2 separate regions of the Mus musculus genome follow, and region 1 is linked to region 2. A link is a contact called in public Hi-C data. All regions are on one chromosome and are shown on one strand. The core of a region is the stretch at or near the end of the contact, and the rest is flanking DNA. Distances in the headings are between cores, read along the strand shown. Region 1 has its middle 30 kb from the start of Ankrd55. Region 2 has its middle 29 kb from the start of Gm41062.

Region 1 (2,700 bases), core at 157-2,656, 130 kb before region 2:
GAAGAGAACTTCCTGATAAGTTTGAGATTGAATTCTTGATGTCTTTCAACTAAAGTGTATGGTGTATTCAGCAAAAGAACTTCCCCCTGAACCCCACTTAGTTATGTTGGCAACCAAGATCAAACAACAGCCTACATAGTTCTGGATCCCTCCAGGGCCCCTCTGACCAATAACTTGGTGGGCAAAATTTCATGTCCAGCACTGAAATCTTCAGGAAGGACTTAAACAGAGAAGGAGGATCTAGGGTTTTGGCAGCAAAAGGACCAGAGAGTGAGAAATGGAAAACCAAGCACACTTTCTCTTGGATCATTTCTGTATAGTGCAGCAGAATTGTTTGCCACCCTGAGAAGTACAACAATAGCAGCAACAATAACAGCAGCAGCAGCAACAACAGCAACAACAACAACAGCAACAACAGTAACAGCAGCAATAACATCATCATCAACAATAACAAAACCAAGTCAAGGTGTGCACAGGCTAGATCCAGCCCTTCAGGTTACACACTGAGACTTGGCCATCTAGAGATGCAGTGCACTGCAGCAGCCAGTTGGGGTCAGAGGTGCTTCATCTCAGAGAGCATCCAGGCTTTGCCTATAGCTAGCTCTGTCTTTAATTTCTCAAACTTGCAAACCCTCTACAGTCAGAAAGCCAGTTTAAATTCTCTTGGAGTTTACATTTCTGACCAGGTAGAGCCGATGCCTGGGAAGAAAGAAGTGTCTGATCTCATGGGCCTTGGCGAGGAGATTGGTTTCAACTTTAAAACACTGAGAGTTTTGAGTTTTGTCCACTTGTTCTCGTCCTATCCCATGTACCTCTGTAGATTGTGGATACAGGGCTCTCAAGGACACTGAGCAGTCATGGACACAGAAAAATCATCTCCTTGGCTTAAGCGTGCAAACACCTGGAACGGAGGACTCCAGCCTAGCTTCCTAAATCCTTATCTCCATGGTACCCTGAACACATTGCTTAAGTGATATTGGTGGGTGTAATTGGCTCATAAGTGTTTATAAGCATCCAGGTCAGAATAAGCTTGTGATAACCAACTCTATATATCTCTTTCTGCAGCCTACCTAAGGGATATCACGGGGATAGATAGATGGACAGGATCCATTGTTAGGATTGTTAGGGCCATAAAAATGTGCAAGTGTGGAAAGCCAGGACCTTCCTCCTGTGTTAACCAGCTTTCTGTCACTACAACAAAATACCCAAAGACGTTCAAATTTACAAAGAGGAAAGGTTTGCTTTGGCCATGGGGTTGGAGGTACTACTTGGTCCTATTGCATGTGAACTTGTGTAACAAGGCAAGGTAGAATCATATCACGGTGCCGTGGTAAAGCAACTGTTGACCATGTGGTCAGAATGTGGTAGAAAAGGAAGAGGCAGAGAGGAGGGCCCCAAGGACTACACAACCTCCTACTAGGCCTCTTAAAACGTTTGTCATCTCCCAGTAATGCCAAGTTGACTAAGTCTTTAGTACACAGGTCTTTGGGAGGAGGTGGGGGGCGGCTTTCTAGATTCTAGATATAAACCGCAGTGTTTGAAAGCTGGTTGCGAAACATCTGCGTGCACATCGATGACGACATACATTAGCTGCTCAGCCCAGAAGGCATCTGTGAAAGAGGAGGGGTAATCTCTGAGAATCAAAAGGATCTTCCAGGATAAATCGGTCTAGAAACTATAGTCAAGAATCCCCCAAAGTGATTTTCCTGTCAAGGGCAAAGAAGACATTAAGTCAAAATTTCCTGTAGAATTTTTAATGGTTAGGCGATGGTGCTAAATGGCCCACAAAGCCACGTGACCTCCTTCCCTTTCTAATCCTAATCTTAGACCTTGAGAAAAATCTCAAACCTCTTTAGAAAGAGGCATTATTGTTTCTACAAAGTGTGTGTATGTGTGCGTGTGCGCGTGCGCGTGCGCGTGTGCGTGTGCGTGTGTGTGTGTGTGTGCGTGTGCGTGTGTGTGTGTGTGTGCGTGTGCGTGTGTGTGTGTGTGTGTGGTGTGGGGGGGGGAGTGAAGTTGAGGGACACCATCAGAAGGAAAGAGTGGCTATCTTTCTCCTTTGTGTCACATCAGGGACCATTGAACAATGTATGTTTGCTCATGTTTGTACAACGCAAGAATTTAAACCCATAAAATCAGCTTTGCTTAGGGGAGACAGTTTCACAGGCATAGATGATCATCCTTGCCGCTCCTTCAAAGTTGCTGGGAGACATGGTCAACGAGTCTGCTGGAGTGTAATGTTTAGAGCATTTTATTCACAGGGAGCATTTTAATCTACATTTTTATTGTTGTAATTAAGTGATTTGAAAGACATTATAGACCTGGTGGTGTTCTGGGTGTTTTGGGAAGATGGCCAAATACAGATGGCAACTCATTGGCTCTCTTTATGTAGCCCTGGCTGGCCTGGAACTCACTATGGAGACCAGGCTGTCCTCTAATTTAGAAATCTACCTGCATCTACCTCCTGAGTGCTGGAATTAAAGGTGTGTGTGATGATGCCTGTCTGCTGAGCTGAGTACTTCAAACTGATCTATGGGACTTGAAGTTAGCTTTAGGAAAAGAATTAACGAAGAAATCAACGACCAGTGAAGGCCTGGAGAAACAGAAGTCAAGAGGTGGAGTTGTTGCTCTGAGGATAATCCAGGGCTGAGTAAAGCTTTCTGGAATCACCAATCTAAGGCTGGCTTCTCAGAGGGGCAT
Region 2 (2,700 bases), core at 38-2,537:
GTTGTTTTGGGGAAAAGAAACCTGTGCCAGAAAGTGTGGCAGCGTCTGGGGAGGAGGTGAGCACATCGGGGACGCCCATGCAATTATCCCTCTGGAGGTGTGCTCCCTGTTCTTTCAGGAGCATATTAATCATTTTTACGCTATCCTGACTCCTAATCACAGGCGTAGCCAGTGTTGTCAAAACACTTCCTGCCCGCATCTGTGTTCTGTGACTGGCCTGGCTTCCAGGGAGTGTTTGTGAGAGAATGGAGAACAAGTGATTGACAGTCAATGTTGACATTTTGGGGCTGTTTGAAAATGGGAACAATCTGGCTCTGATGTTCTAATTCCTCCTTTTATGGGCAAAAGTCAGCGCCTCCGCATGAATGAGCATCAGCGTACGCTCTGAAACGCACCCCAGACACACCGTGTCCTTCCAGCACGCCCACTCCGTGACAGGAGACAGACAAGGACCTTTTTCCATCTCTATTTCTAAGTCTCCATGTCTAGTGAAACTGAGTCAAAGAGAAGACTTAAAGAGAAAAACAAATCCTGGTGGAACGTTCCTTTCCTTTTATTTCAACCACAGTCCTCACAACTCATTGTAGTGTTTTTAATTGCGTAAGTAATAGATTCTCATTGGTAATTGAAACAGTACAGGTAGGAAAAACTCTGCCTATTGCCCAATCCTACACTGTCCCTTTCTGAGTAACCTTATTGTGCATTGACTGTGCATCATTCCAGAATGTATATACTGTCCTTAACTATATACATTCATAGGTAAGTATGTGTATGTGTGACTTGTGTATGAGTGTGGAAAGTATAGGTGTTTATATGCATTTATGTTTCCACATGCAGGAAGGCATGCATTTGTTGGTAAAGTGTGCTGCAACTAGCTTATCTATTTTACCATGTGTGCAGAACATGTTTTCACATCAAGAAATGTTGACTGCGCTTATTTGTTTTAGAGGAATCACAGTTTTTCATAGACCAGAGGCGTTTATTTTCTAGACATAAAACTTTGGGTTATTTTTATTTTTTTCACTGTCACAAGTCATGCCATTATAAATCTCCTTGTCCAAGTCCTTTTTAGATCCCTAGGCTCCCCGTGGGTGTGCCCAACCTGCAGCCTACGGGCCACACGCACCTCAGGATAGACAGGAATCCAGGCTAACACAAAGCCACAAGCTCACTTAAAACAGGAAGAGATGCCTCTTGTGATTTCTTTTTGTAACTGTGTTCTAGCCTGAACTTCGCAGATGACAAATGTCTGTTGCAATGTTGAAAAGTTGGGCAACCCTACAAGGTTACACTTGCTCTTCTGAAAAACAGTAAAGACTATTAACCAACTTCTCTTGTGCTGCCAGACTGGAATACTTCTGACTGACAGAATACAGACATTCTGGATGTCAGGGAATCTAAGACCTGGATGCTGGTGGAGTCAGTTCCTGGTGAGGGATTCCTCCTCAATTGCAGAGGGCTGCTCCCTCTTGCTGTGTCCTTTAAATCATAGGAGAGAGAGAAAGACAGAGACAGAGAGAGAGACAGAGAGAGACAGAGAGAAAGAGAGATAGAGAGACAGACAGAGAGAGACAGAGAGAGAGACACACACACAGAGAGAGAGAGAGAGAGAGAGAGAGAGAGAGAGAGAGAACTTCTTTGCTTTCTCTTCTTATAAAGGCACCAATTACACCATGAAAGCCCCACCCTTGCGATGTCATCTATGCTAAGTAACATGCTAAGGACCATAGATCCGCATCACACGTATGAAGAGTAGGGAGCCTGAAACTCTCAGTTCATAACATTCCAACTCTGGCATCTACCCACCTCATTCATGTCCTTCCTGCATGGGAGCATGCCCCTTCCTCCCATTGATTCAAAAGTCTTAACTCATTCCAAGCACTCAGTCTACAGCCAGCTGCACCTAAATGTTATCTTCGTTGGATGTGACTGAGATTCAAGGTGTCGTTAACTCAAAGCAGAGATCTCCAGCTGCGAGGTAATGAAGCCAGGTGTTATATGCTTTCAAAACACAATTATTACGAAGGCCTAAGGTCAGCAATCTCATTTTCAAAGTGGAGAAATTAGAAGGAAGAAATCTGACATAAGTCTAGAGTAAGTTCACACCCTAGCAAGGGTAACTGCGTTGGATCTAAGGCTCGAATATCCTGAATTAACTGAGTTAGACCCGACCGTCCTCACTGGTCTGATGCTCTGCCTTCCGCACTCAGGAGCACAGCGGACCCTGCCTCCTTCCCATTCATTCCCGCACAGGTTCTGGGTGGCTGCTTTCTGGCTCACACAAACCAAGGTCCCCTCTAACAGGAAAGGCAACATGGCAGTGCCCGAAGGCTCTGAATCATTCTTAACTAAGAGAGCACCATTGCTTCTGAGCAGCCAGTCCTGGAGTATCTGAGAAGTGTGGCGAGCTTCGCTCTGCTTGTCCCTTTGGTATTCCCTCAGTGTGGACTATTTCTGCAAAAGTGGCTGCTTAGTCCTCGAGTTCAACCGCAGACAAATCTTTGTACTGAAACCATAGCTGGCCACATCACAAGTGTTCTCTTCCGAGTAAATTCTCCCCCCTTCCCTCCTTCCCTCCCTCCCTCCTCCTCTCCCTCCCTCCCTTCAACCTTCCCTCCCTCAACCTCTCTTCTGCTGCTGAGAAAAAAAATTCCATCTCTTCTATGAGATGACATATCCCATCACCTCCTGACCTACATC

The links. Hi-C and Micro-C count contacts between places; a contact is called where the count stands out from the background.
Region 1: a Hi-C map of bone marrow-derived macrophages shows a contact between it and region 2, with 2.9 times the contacts expected there. The contact joins two enhancer-like sites. A contact is called at or near these places in 2 of 15 datasets of contacts at CTCF or cohesin (CD8 T cells and large pre-B cells), 25 of 484 Hi-C or Micro-C datasets (B cells, CD4 T cells, the HPC-5 cell line and 17 more), 5 of 115 datasets of contacts at active chromatin or transcription factors (astrocytes, bone marrow-derived dendritic cells, embryonic stem cells and 1 more) and 1 of 9 other capture datasets (embryonic stem cells).

Annotation. Positions count from the first base shown.
Region 1 is chr13:112,257,452-112,260,151 of GRCm38.p6, reverse strand. No RefSeq gene overlaps it. Among named protein-coding and RNA genes, the nearest start is that of Ankrd55, 30 kb to the left of the region's middle. Within about 2 kb of position 1,406, at least 42 of the 459 cell types and tissues checked have an H3K27ac peak or open chromatin away from gene starts, as enhancers often do. A contact at or near this core is called in bone marrow-derived macrophages, where this site is marked.
Region 2 is chr13:112,128,963-112,131,662 of GRCm38.p6, reverse strand. No RefSeq gene overlaps it. Among named protein-coding and RNA genes, the nearest start is that of Gm41062, 29 kb to the right of the region's middle. Within about 2 kb of position 1,287, at least 37 of the 459 cell types and tissues checked have an H3K27ac peak or open chromatin away from gene starts, as enhancers often do. A contact at or near this core is called in bone marrow-derived macrophages, where this site is marked.